2 separate regions of the Sus scrofa genome follow, and region 1 is linked to region 2. A link is a contact called in public HiChIP or PLAC-seq data. All regions are on one chromosome and are shown on one strand. The core of a region is the stretch at or near the end of the contact, and the rest is flanking DNA. Distances in the headings are between cores, read along the strand shown.

Evidence for each region. HiChIP or PLAC-seq counts read pairs in DNA pulled down with a chosen protein or histone mark.
Region 1: a contact with region 2 is called in an H3K27ac HiChIP or PLAC-seq map of skeletal muscle. The contact joins two enhancer-like sites. A contact is called at or near these places in 2 of 47 Hi-C or Micro-C datasets (epiblast stem cells and fibroblasts) and 1 of 2 datasets of contacts at active chromatin or transcription factors (skeletal muscle).

Annotation. Positions count from the first base shown.
Region 1 is chr6:169,950,173-169,956,813 of Sscrofa11.1, reverse strand. The region is part of intron 2 of LOC102166622; the gene reads left to right. Among named protein-coding and RNA genes, the nearest start is that of SCMH1, 46 kb to the left of the region's middle. Within about 2 kb of position 2,678, at least 7 of the 83 cell types and tissues checked have an H3K27ac peak or open chromatin away from gene starts, as enhancers often do. A contact at or near this core is called in skeletal muscle, where this site is marked.
Region 2 is chr6:169,836,808-169,842,814 of Sscrofa11.1, reverse strand. No RefSeq gene overlaps it. Among named protein-coding and RNA genes, the nearest start is that of FOXO6, 40 kb to the left of the region's middle. Within about 2 kb of position 4,449, at least 16 of the 83 cell types and tissues checked have an H3K27ac peak or open chromatin away from gene starts, as enhancers often do. A contact at or near this core is called in skeletal muscle, where this site is marked.

The sequences.
Region 1 (6,641 bases), core at 1,429-3,928, 120 kb before region 2:
CAAGGAACTGGCTGTTAAAGGTTGGGTGCCCTGGTCAGGGATCGTTGGAGTCCGGCAGACCTGGGTTTGAGGCCCTGCTCCATCACCTGGAAGTTACATGCCTGCCCTAAGCTGCAGTTTCTTTCTCTGTGCAATGGATATTATATTCCCTGCCTTGGAGGTTGATATGAAGCATACGTGGGACCATGAATCTAGCCTAGTCCTTGCTACTCAAGCCCTCCATAATTAGCCACTTGGCTGCCTGCTATTGCTAACCATGGTTATTTGGCTATTCACAATTTTATGTACTATGGCAAGCTTGTTAGAGGTTTTTGTTGTGGGGGGGAGGCTGGCTTTGCCGCTCTTCAGTCAAGCCAGGATCAAGCAGGAGTATCATCTGGAAAGGGAGGGAGGAGATCACCTCCTGCCCCCACACCCCGGCCCTTCCTGCTTTTTCAAGGCTGAGTGCTGTCTGTGTCTGAGAATCAGCTCCCTTGCAAATGACAGCATCTCCTTCCAGGGCCGAGCCCAGAGGGCAGGGTTCCTGCCAAGGACAGGCTGAGGGCTGTGGGGAGAGGGAGGAGGCAGAGAAGATGGGAATGAGCAGGAGGAGATGTGAGGAGGAAGAAGAGCTTCCAGGACCGACAGTCAATCACAGGGGCGGAGAGAGGATGTGGGCTTGCACGCATGCTTGGATACGCGACCACACTCGTGCACCAGGTAGCAGGTGCGTGTGGGTTGCGTGTCTGGGCGTGACTGTGTTTGAATGAGTGTGTGGACACGTCAAGGTATGAGCATATCAGCGTGTGACTCTGCTTGTGAGGGGCTGGCTGTGTATGTGTGTGTGAGCAGTTCACATGCACGTGTGCCTTGGGTCAGCGTGGGCGGGCTGGGCCGGAGAACGGGGTTGACCGTGACTCCCTGAGGGTCGGAGGAGGCTCTGCCCTGGAAGAGAACCTGAGCAGGGCTGTGAGGTGGGGGCTGACACATGGGATGTCTGAAAGGGGAGACTGGGCAGCTTTCTGCAGGAGCCCCTGACTCCCCGACTCACCCCACCCCGCAACTGCCTGTGTTCTCTCCTGGTCTGTACCGGCGCGGCACCCCCGGCACCCTCAGCACCCCTCCTGCCGGCTGCTGGCCTCCAGGGTGGGGCGGGAGGAGACAGGGCGGGAGGGGAGGGGAGCGGTGACCAGCCTCGCGCCCCAGCCCTCGGTGCTGCTGGGGAAACATCCTCCTCCCGCCCCCACCCCCCCCAGCCGCCGTGATTCCTGCTGCGAGGGAGAGAGGAGCCCTCCGTTGCCATGGCAACGTAGCAGCCCTGCTTCTCAGCCTGAGCCCAGGCTCCTCCGAGCCGAGCCGTGGAGGGAGTGGGAAGAAAGCCCCTCCTGGGCATCTGAGCCCCCACCACGTGCCTCACCTCTCCGCTCCCCACCCTGTGTCCCTGGTGCCTCTCTGGTGCTCCCGACCCCACGGGGATGCCCGAAGTGCTCACCTGCCCCCAGGCCTGGGGACCTGTCCTGTCTGCACAAGACGGAGCACGAGCTCCGGAGAGTGACAGGCTGGGGCTGAGTTCCAGTCTTTGCTTATAAAACGGTCCTAACGGTACCAGCTCCCGGGGCTCTTGTGAGCAGCATTTAAAGCAGTGCTCGCGGAAGTGCTGTGTGAATTCAGAGTGTGGGTCAGAGTGGGCCCCTGTGGAGTTTGGATTGGCCCAGCCTCGTCCAAGGGGTGGCCTGTCCCTTGCAACTCCATCCTCGTCCTCCCTCCCACAGAAACGCACGTGGGCTCGGGGAGGTGCACACGGGGCTGCTGGGGCAGGGGCTCTCCAGCAGCAAAAAATCGGCAACAACCCCGCGGTCCATCCACAGAGAGGTGGTGGAGTAAATCACGGTGCGTCCGGTCTTCCAGCCCTCGGAAGGGAGTCCGCGAGGGCTGACGTGGCACAATCGCCCGTCAGGTTGCCAAGTCAGAGGAATCAAGTCGAACAATAGGTGTGTGGTGATCCCACCGATTACGCCCTGTTGTTGGCGCGTGACCAAGTGTTGATGTGTAAACGCCTGGAAGGGCTTCAGAGGTCAGACTGCTGGCCGTGGTTCCTTCGAGGAGGGCTGGGGCTGGGGAGGGGGCAGTGAGGGGGAGTTTGACTTCTCCTCCCCCCCACCCCCGCCTCCCCGTCCTTCTTTTCTTTTGAGGGCTGCACGCTCAGCAAAGGCAAGTTCCCAGGCTGGGGGGTCAACGTGGGGCTGCAGCTGCCGGCCCATACCACAGCCACGGCAACGTGGGATCCGAGCAGTATCTGCAACTTAGACCGCAGCACTCGAGGCAACACAGGATCTTAACCCACTGAGCGAGCGAGGTCAGGGATCGAACCCGAATCTTCATGGATACGAGTCCCATTCGTCACCACTGAGCCCCAAGGGGAACTCCGACTTCTTATCTCTCTGATCTGTTTGCCAGTATGGCAAATGTAATTTAAAAATAATGTGCCACTGCTGCGAGAGTTGAAGAGAGACGCTGCCCTTGCAGGAGGCCCTCGGAGCACAGAATTCCGTCCCGGAGCAGCTCACAGGAGGGGGGAAAGTCAGGAGGGCTTCCAGGAGAAGGTGAGCCGGATTTCCGAGCAGAGCCGCAGAGGGGAGGGCAGTCCGGGCACAGCTGAAAGGTCAGCAGTGAGGGCAGGTGCTCGGGGGAGAGGCCTCCTGAAACCGGAGAAAGAGCAGGGGAGCTGTCCTCATATGACGAGGAGCCCGGGCCGCTCGGCCGCGCCCTGCAGCTCCCGTCGTGGGTACATCACTCCCGCCGCCTGTGTCCGAGCCTCAGTGGTCAGTGGGGAAGCCTGTTGGATGCAGGCGGAGGGAAACTGTGAGGCCTCCTACCGATAGGAGAGATTTCTTCCGGGAGACCGTGGGAGGGCAGACCCGGTGGTAGTCAGGCTCCTGGCAAACCCTGGTCGACCCTTAAACCAGTGCAGCTCAGTCGACGCTCCCACTTACGAGGGCAGGAAACCTGGAGCCAGCGTGGATTCCTCAGCGAGGGAAGGAAGGGGAGCCCCGAGGTGACGGGGGTCTCAAGGACCTGCATCCTGCCGGCTGCGACCTATGCAGGTTACCGCGTGTGTTCAGTCTTCACAGGGCTGCGTGCGTTGCGGACACCTGTTCTTACAGACGAGGAAGCAGAGGTTCTGAGGAATCCATTCATTCAGTGCTAGTGGGGCCGCTCCCAGGGCAGACCCCGTCCCAGTTGCTGAGTAGAGGAAAAGTCGCTGTCCCCATGGCGCTTACCGCCTGGCGGGAGATAGGCATTAGAACAAATCAGTCTGTGACCTCGTGTCCGATGATACTGAAAATGCCGTGCAGAAAACAAAGCTGAGGAAACCTCGGGCCACTCCCGCTTTGGAGCAGAGGCTGGAATGAAGCCAGTGGGTGAACATGCTGAGCGGAGGCCCTGCGGTGGGAGCAAGGCTGCTCTGGTGGGGCGGGGGCGAAGGCTGGTGGGATGGTTGCCTGATGGGCAGGTGCAGTGAGAGAGGAGGAGGTTGAAGAGAAATGAGGCTGTCCTGGGCTTTGGAGGTCAGGCAAGAACGGTGGCTCCCCTTCTGCGTGTGTTGGAAATCGCTGGAGGGGGTGGACCTGGAACGTGACACCATCTCAGGTGCATGGTTTCAGAGGACCCCTCTGGCCACTGAGTGTCCGTGGGAGAGACAGGATCCAGGTGAGAAGAGGAGGGGGCTGATGTGTGGAGGTGATCAACAGCAGCCAGATGTGAACTGTATTTTTAAGGAGAACCATCAGGGTTCCGGCTGGGATGGACGTGGGCTGTGGGATGAAGAGGTGAGCGAAGGTTGACGCCCAGACTCTGGGCCGGAGCCCCTGGGTCAGTATCCTGCCATTCAGTGAGGTGGGGACGCGCAGGCTTGGGGACAGTGGGGATTCACTCTCATTTTGAGACGCCTTGGGACACGGAGATGTCCGGGAGGCTCTGGATGTATGAGAGGGGCTTCGGGGGGGTGACCAGACTGAAGCTATGAATGGGGACGTTATCAGCACAGAGACGTCTAACGCCGGGGAGGGGATGCGATCGCCTGGAGAGAGCGCGGAGGCAGAGGGGAGCAGGGGTCCCCCCGTGCTTCAGCAGGAGGACTCAGAAGGCTCTGCTGGCGTCACCCTGGAAGGGCTTCTCCGTGGCCCACGTGGGGCGTGCGCCTCAGGGCCCTGGCTCTTGGAACCAGCCAGCTTTGTTCAGAGGCGCTGGCCCGCCCCCAGTCCGTCTGGGGTGACGCCTAAGAACCGCGTGTCTCTCGGGTTGCTGGTGATGCGGCTGCTGGCGGGAGGAGCGCCCTTGGAGGGCTGCTGTCTAGGGAGGCAGACGTCGAGCGGGCAGCCAGAGCACCGCTTTCGCAGCCAGGGAGAGCTGATGTCGGGTGCAGGCTCTACCCTAACCTGCCGTGTGGCTTCAGCCACGATGGCATCCGTTTCTAGAAAACGGGAGCGATAGTACCTGTGGCTCAGGATTATCGTGAGGGTCGAACACATCAGCACGTCCCCAGCTTCCAGCGTTGAGCCCGGCCAAGCTGGCGTTCCGGAAATGGTACCTCCCCCTCCCCCGGCGGACGCACTGTGACAAGCAGGAGTGAGCCGGGCTCTCCACTTAGATGGCTTCAGGCGCCCAGCTGGACCCAGGGCAGAGGTAGCCTGGGAGACAGACTTCCCTGCTTTCACGCCCCTGGGCAGCCCTGAGAGGCGGGGCCCAAAGGCCTCCTCCGAGCACTCCCACTGTCCACTTGCTATGAGTCCCCGGTGACCGCCGAGGGCCCTTCCTGCCCTGGTTCTTGGGGAGCTCCTCGTCCACCTTCACCTCCTTCTGGTTCCCATGACTGGCGACCGCGTCTCACCCTCCAGCCCACTCCCAGGACCTTGTCACCCGGCTTCCCGGTGTGGCCGGTAGCCAGAGCCTGGCCTGGAATCAGGTGGATACATGCCCAGGCCGTGGGCATGGCCACGCTGCCTGGCGAAGGCCGCGTGGGGACCCGCGCAAAACAGCGGGCAGAAAGCACCCGCGTCACCCGTGCCCGCCTGGCCTTCTCTCCGCGCGCCCATCTCACCTCTCGGGTGGCTGCCGAGCCCGCCCAGGCCTGGATGTGCTGAGAGAAGCCTGCCCCCCCCACGCCCCCCGTTGCTACTTAATGCCGTTAACAATGGATTCATTAACTGGGATTAATCTCATATACCCGCTCTCTATCCCCTTGGCTATTAATCACTCACTTCATTAACAGGACGGCATTAGCCAACCTGGGAGGGAGACGTGGCGCCCATACCAAGTACCTGGGCCTGCACCTCCTCATCTTCCCTCCTCCCTGGCCCTCTTCTCCGCGCCTTTCGGCTTCCGGCCAGTTTCTGTCTGGTCCCGCAGAGGGTATGCGTCTCTCCCCCCGCTTCCCACTGTGGCCTTGTCTCTGCCCCTGACGCTCTCCAAGTGTCCATTGCTTTTTTTTCTCCCAGTCCTGGTCCTGACAGCTAGTGGGTCCTCCTTACAGGTTGGCTGAACAAAGTGTGGAGAGATACAAATAAGGAGACGCCACTTCCAGGAGGCTCATTTTTTTAAATTGCTTTTTCTGTTTACAAGGATAATATATGCTCACTGTATAAAATCCAAACACCGCAAGAAAGGAAGAAAGGAGAAAATAAAAATTCCTGAAATCCCAGCCATCTCAAGATAATAACCTTTAGCGTTTTGGTGAGCACCCTCTCAGATCTTGAGTGATATATATATAATTTTACCTAAATGGGATTCTACCACGCATGCTGTTTTGCAACCTGCTTTTCCACGCAGCAATATGTTGTCGAAATCTTTCTGTATCAGGGAGTATAAATACACATCATACTTTTAACGGTCGCGTAGCATTCTGTTTTATGGAGGGAACATAATCTAGTCAAGGGATCTCCAGCTGATGGATGTTTGTACTGCTCCCACTTTTCCTCTGATATGTTTGGCAGAGAGAGCCTCATGTGTGTATACACCTCCCGGAGCCCTTGTCTAATTAACTCCTTGCCATCGGTTCCCCTGAGTGGAATTTCTAGGACAAAGGCTTTGCACAGCGAACACTCTTGGTCTAATACAGCATCGTAGCGCTAGATGCCCAAGACTCAGTGCCCCTTTTGCCATTTCCTCGCAGAGGGACCTTGAGCAAATTTCTTAGCCTCTCCGGGCTTCAGTTGCCTCATCTGTAAAATGGGCATAACGGTAGGATTTACTGGGCAGGATTACTTTTTGGATTAATTAGTTATGACATGCAAAGCACTTAGAATGATGCCTGCCATGTCACAGGGCTGCACACATTGGCTGCCGCCACGGGCGCAGGGGCTCGCTGGCCTCCAGAAACACTGAGGCGTTTGCATCCTCCTCGCCAAGGGTGTCAGGGGAGCCCCCTTCCTTATGTCACTGTCAGTGGCAGACACCCTGGTCGGTATTTTTTTTAACGTTCTTTTCCCAATTTTTAAGTTACGGTAAAACGCGCGTAGCATGAAAGTCACACCTTAGTCATTTTAAGAGCGTTCCCGTCACTGTGCAGCCGTCACCTGCATCCATCCCAGAATCCTTTCCATCCTGTGAAACCGAAACTCTGCGCCTGCCAAACGGCAGCACATTTCCTCTCACCCCTCCGG
Region 2 (6,007 bases), core at 3,200-5,699:
ACACTTGTCTCCCCACAAATATTATCCAGAGTCCTCATCCCTGTCCCTGTCCCCATCTTTCCTTTCCTGGGCAGGAGCCCTCATCCCGCACGGGCTGAGCCCTTTCTAGGGGTGCAGGCTGAGGAGCTCCCGGTAACCCCCCCTTGCCAGTCTGAAGCCTGTCCAGGTGGGGAGGGGGGGCAGGAGGGAGGGCCTGGGTTGGCACCAACCTGCTCTCAGATGCCCATCCCCGGGCCTCTCCCCCTGGGCGGGTACCTGTGGGTGCCTTGCTGGCTGCTCCGCGGAGGGGCCGGGGTGGGCAGCCCAGCCTCCCCTCACCCGGACCCTGAGCAGCCTTCTTGGGCCGTAACCCCAGGGCTCCGCCCCCCCCCCTCCTAAGCCGGGCTGGGAGGAAGGGTGCAGGGGGCCGGGGGGGGGGGGGGGGCAGCCTCGAGGTGGGGCCTGGGGCCTGCGCCCGGTGGGAGAGGAGAGAATCGGGGAGAGAAGGGACGCTTCAGCCCAGAGCCTCCCCGCCTCTCCTTTCCTCTGCGTTCCCAGCCCTCCCCGCTCCCCTCCCAGGCCCGACAGGGGAGGATGGGGGGCCGGGGGCTCCTGTCAGTCTGAGCTGGAGAGCTCCCCGCGCTTCATTAACATGCAAATTAGCAAGTTCTGACTGGCTGTGGCAGCAACGGGCAGCCACCCTCCCAGCCCCACGAGTGTGTGTGTGTGTGTGTGTGTGTGTGTGTGTGTGTGTGTGCACGCTCGTCTTCTCTGGCGGGGCTGGGAAAGGAAGGAGCAGCTCTCGTTACCCTGGACTCCACAGACAGCAGTATACATGGGTCTCACACACACAGACACACACACACACACACACCTACACAAAGACACACTCACACACACACCCATGCTACACACACGCAGACACACGTGCAACACATCCTGCATACATGTGCACACCACCTACAGACCCTCCTGGTCCCAGCCAGCCAGCCACGTGTCCACAGCTTAGGGACACTTCTGGACACACAGTCGCACACACACGACTTCCCCCACAGCGGTCACAGCCTCCACCGCCTCAGACTGGCATATGCCAAGCTCCTCCCCCTTCCAAACACACTATCTTACACCCTTACACACAGCCTCCCACAGAAGCAAACCCACAAATGCACTGTCCCCGACACAGCCACAGACACACACAGACACACAGACACAGACACACACACACACACACACACACACGCTCAGCCTCAGGGGATCCCACCAGGGAATCCCACCAGGTCATACTGAGGCACACGGTCCGGTGGGAGGCAGGCCCCGAGGTGCCACACTGTGCCCTGGGGCACGGCCACCACCCCCAGATCCTCCCCAGCAGCCTGTCCCCTGGTCTAGCCTCGCGGTTGGGTTTCTTGTACTGTTGGCCCCTCTGCTCGGACCCCCACCCTGAGCCCCCTTCCCCCAGCCCACCTGTACCACCTGCCTGCCTTCACCCGCCCTGGTAGCAGGCTCGGCCTCTCTCCCCAGGGTCGGGCCCCTCCTGGGGGCCCTCCCCGCCCTGCCGCTTCCCTGGAGAGTGGCCTTGGTTGTGCTGCACTGGAATTGCCTGTTGGTGTGTCTGCCTCCATGGGGCGGGCGGGCGGGGAGCTCAAGGAGGCAGTCCGTGGGGGCCCAGCTCTGTCCCCAGTGCTCAGCTCACTCTCATTTCCAAGCTATTTGTGCAGCAGCAGGTGGAGCGGGAGTGGCAGTGAGGGGTCCGTGCTGGTAGGTACACAGCCGGCACATACGCAGCGGCCCCTTGAGGGAGTGCCCATTGTGACAGATGAGCAGACTGAGGCAGAGCCTGGCCAAGATCCCACGGACCTTCAGTGACAGGCACAACTGGAACCTGAACTCGGGCTGTCCGGCTCAGCACAGCCTGCACCTGCAGGTGCCAGGCAGAGATGGCAGGGTTGGGGTGCGGAGAGCAAAGCGGGGGAAGGGCAGAGCAGCAGGAAGCGTCCCCGTCCTGAGGAACAGAGGGGTTCTCAACCTCTGAGAGGTCACTGGTCATGCAGGCTCTGGGCCGTGGGATCCCGGGGCATCAGGGCTGGGAGATGAACCAGGACCAACGCCCCACTTTCGAAAGGGGGTGACTGAGGCCGGGGAAATGACGCCCACTTCTTCACTATCTGCTGCGTGCAAAGCACTCTCATCTGGACGACCTCCTTTAATCGTCAAAACAACCCAGTGAGGCTGGCGCTCCTATTAGCTCCATTTTACAGGTCAGAAAAGTGAGGCTTGGAGTTCCCTGGTGGCTCAGCAGGTTAAGGATCCAGGATTGTCACTGCTGTGGCCCAGGTTCGATCCCTGGCCTGGAAACCTTCACAGGCTGTGGGTGCAGCCACAAAGAAGGGTAAGGCTCAGTGTGCCTGCACGTGCCCAGGCCGGTGTGGTGGACGCCTGTGGTTTCGTCTTCAGGAGCCATTCCCCCCATGCTAACGCTGCTTTGGGGATGGGGGCTGCCATCCTTGACGGCGCCCAGCCTCCTGGGCTCTGCCTATTGGCTCCGCGCTGGACGCGTGATTCACACTGGGCCAGTTGGAGCCCTGGCTTAAGAATTTTGAACTTGGGCCCAAGGTGAGTTTCTGGAATTTTCAGCAGCAGCCCAGATTCCTTTCTAGAAGAAGAAGGGAAACTGGCAAACAGGCTGAGGGGCCGGGAGGAATAGCTCGGAGGCTTCAGCGTGATCTCGGCTTGCTGGGCAGATGCCAGCCCAGGCCTCTCCTTCCTGCTCCCCCCTCCCCGCTTGTCGAGGACCCACCTTCACCCAGGGGCCCACAAGTGTCCTGGGGGATAGAAGCCAGGCAGGAGGAGGCTGCGTCCAGTGGGTGACTTGGGGGGGCGGGTGCCGAGGCCAGACTCAGGGCACACACGGCTTCACTCCTGCTGGACAGTGGGGGGTACGTGGCTGAGGGCCATCCCTGAGTGGCCCTCGCGTCCTAACCCTCACTCTGCCCAAGACCAAGGCCTTTGCCACTTGCTCCCTGTGCCCAGAAGGGCGTCTGGAGTCCGGGAGGCACTCTCTGTCCATTTGTGAAGCGAATGTATGAGGCCGCGCCCAGGGCTCATTCACCAGGGTCGGGGGCCTCCCTGCTGACCTGCCCTCTCGGGTCCCTTTCACAACCCCCTTCCTAGCCTTTGGGGTCTCTCATGTAGTCTAGGGCGTGGGTGCGGGTGGCTCGATCCAGGCAAGCCGCATTCAAGTTGGGGGGCGCTGAACTCAGCAGAGTGTCTTTTGAATGCAAAAGGCCAGGAGCGCATGCCCAGGTTTCTCTGTGACGCCAGGGCCACAGCGGATGGTGAATCCGGCTCTGTGTGACAGTCCCCGGGTTGTGTGCCACAGCAGCTCCAATCAAAGCCGGCCAGCTGAGGTGGCTGGCAGGTGGGGCTGGGGCTGGAAGACCCTCAGAGAGCAAGTGAAGACATTTGGTGAGAGGAGGTGGAGAGAGCCTACTGTTTAGTCACTCGGTGTCATCAGACTCCATGTCGGCTGCTGAGCTGGAACTCGAACCCTGGACTCCGGACAGCCAGGCCCCCAGGGTTGCCGTCTGAATTCCCCTGAGAGAATCTTAGACTGACCATTTGCTTCTGAAGGTGGCCTGGGGCATCCTGCCCTGTCCCCCAAGCCCAGCCCTTTCCCAGACCCAGAGCGGGGCCCCAGGGGGGCCTGGCTGTGACCCACCCTCCCAGTTCAAAGGCCACTGTGAGGCCTGAACCTTCTTCTCGGGGTGTTTGACCCAGGAGAGGGCCCCAGGTCTCTGGAGAGAAAAGAAAGGCCCAGACCTGCCCTGCGGGCCAGAGCCCCTGAGCAACTTTGAGAGGCACCCCGAATTCCACCGAGGTCGAATGGAGGTGTCCGTGTTTCTGGCTCGGGTTCCTCGGCTTGGCAGCCGCCACCAGCCCTTGGCACAGACACGGCCTCCAGCTGGGGGCTCCAGGGCTGAGCGTGGTGGGCCAGCCAGGGCAGCCCTTCCCAGCCCTGGCAACCAAGGGTTAACAGGCTGGGGGAGGCGGGAGCAGCAGTCGTTTGGCTAAGGAGCCTTGTTAATTGATTCCCTCATTCCCATTTGTTCCTGCTAAAGAGAGACAGATGAGAGGGAGCCCGCCAGGCCCGGCTTGGCACCCGGCAGCTTGGCTGGGCACAGCTGTGCTCCTGGCGCTGGTATCTCTGTGGGGGAGGGGCTGGTCACAGCAGAGGTGAGGAGGTGGGGCCGTCTCATCGCTGCCCCGTGCCCCTCTGCTCACCCTGGGCACAGGCGGAGCCCAGCTCGGCGTGCTCTCGGGGAGGACAGGTTTTTTCCTTTCACCTGTGACACCTCTCTGATCTTTCGGCCCACGCTGTCGCCACCCGCCGTCTGGGAACTCAGGGGCAAATGCCGGAGGCAGCTCCCGCCCGCCCGGCGGGCTCACCGCAGGCCCCTGCCAGCAGGAGGCCCAGGCAAGCCTTCTGCCTGGAAGAAGGTCAGCTCCGGCCTGTCCAGTTGAGTTCTGTGGCTTGGTGAGGCAGGCTGACATCCATGTCACAAAGCTGGCATCCTTGTCATGGCCACAGGCTCTGTCTGAATCCCCTGGCCCTGTCCTGCCTCAAACTCAACTTTTTATATGCTCCGGGCCCGCTTTCATCTCAGCCCAGCTCTCTGGTGCCTGTTAGATGGGACTGTTCCGGATCGGGCCCGGCAAGGGCCCTACCACTTTCCCCAGAGAGAAGGGCATTTGACTGTTACAGTGCCGGCGAGCATGGAGGTCCCGAGTTCAAATCCTGGCGCTGTCGCCCTTAACTAGCTGCATAATATCGACAAGGACTCTTTGAGTCTCTTTTTTTTTTTTTTTTTTTTTTTTCTTTTTTGCTTTTTAGGGCCACTCCTGCGGCATATGGAAGTTCCCCGGCTAGGGGTCGAATCAGAGCTGCAGCTGCTGGCTTACACCACAGCCACAGCAATGCCAGAGCTGAGTCACCTCTGTGACCTACACCACAGCTCAGGGCAACGCCAGACCCTTAATCCACTGAGCAAGGCCAGGGTTCAAACCCACATCCTCGTGGATGCTTCTTGGCTTTGTTACCTCTGAACCGCAACGGGAACTCCCAAGTCTCAGTTTTCTCATATGTGACACGCGGTAACACCAGCACCTGTCTATGGCAGACTGTGCGATTGGTCGCAGTTCCCCACTCCTCCGTGACTGCGCCCCACGCAATACAGCTTCAGAGCTCCTCCCCATCCCTTTGCATCTGGGTGTGGCCTTGTGACCTGCTTTGGCCAACAGAATGTGGTAGATAGTGCCCGTGCCAGTTCTGAGCCTGAGCCTCAAGACGTCTTGCACACTTTCGTCTGTTCTCTTGGAAGCCTGCCCCGCTGCTGTGTGGAAAAACGTAGGCTGTCCTGCTGGACGAAGAGACACACATGGCTCGGTCACCCCATCCCCCAGATGACAGCCAGGCACCTCCCAGAAGTGGAGCCACTTAACTAGCCGCTGGCTGCAGATGCCTAAGTGAACCCAGCCAAGACCGGAACTGCCCAGCGGAACTTTCCCAAGCACAGAATCCTGGACTTCACGAGTGGTTGTTGTTTTAAGCCAGGAATGTTGGGGTGATTTATTATGCAGCAAACGCTAACTGATACACTCTCTCAGATTATTGCTCATCATGCTCAAAAAGTGAGAAAATGGAAGCAAGCTACCCACAGAGTGCCTGGCACACCGCAGGTGAGCAGCGAGTAAAGTTTCTATTACAGTTGCCCTGGGTAGAGGCGGGGTCACCGATTAAGGGCCCCTGTGTTGAAAGTGTCCTCTGCAGGCACTGGAAAGTTCAGGGGCGTTCTCGAATCCGCCCCTCACACAGCTAGTCTGCAGCAGTGATGAAAGCACTTATGACGTTATTCAGCTCGTACCCTGCGCCGGGCTCTGTGGCAGCTATTTACGGGCCTTCTCTCATCTCATCTTCCCTTGACCTTGTAAGAAAAGCATGCTCCTTTACATGCTATTTCATCTTCTACCT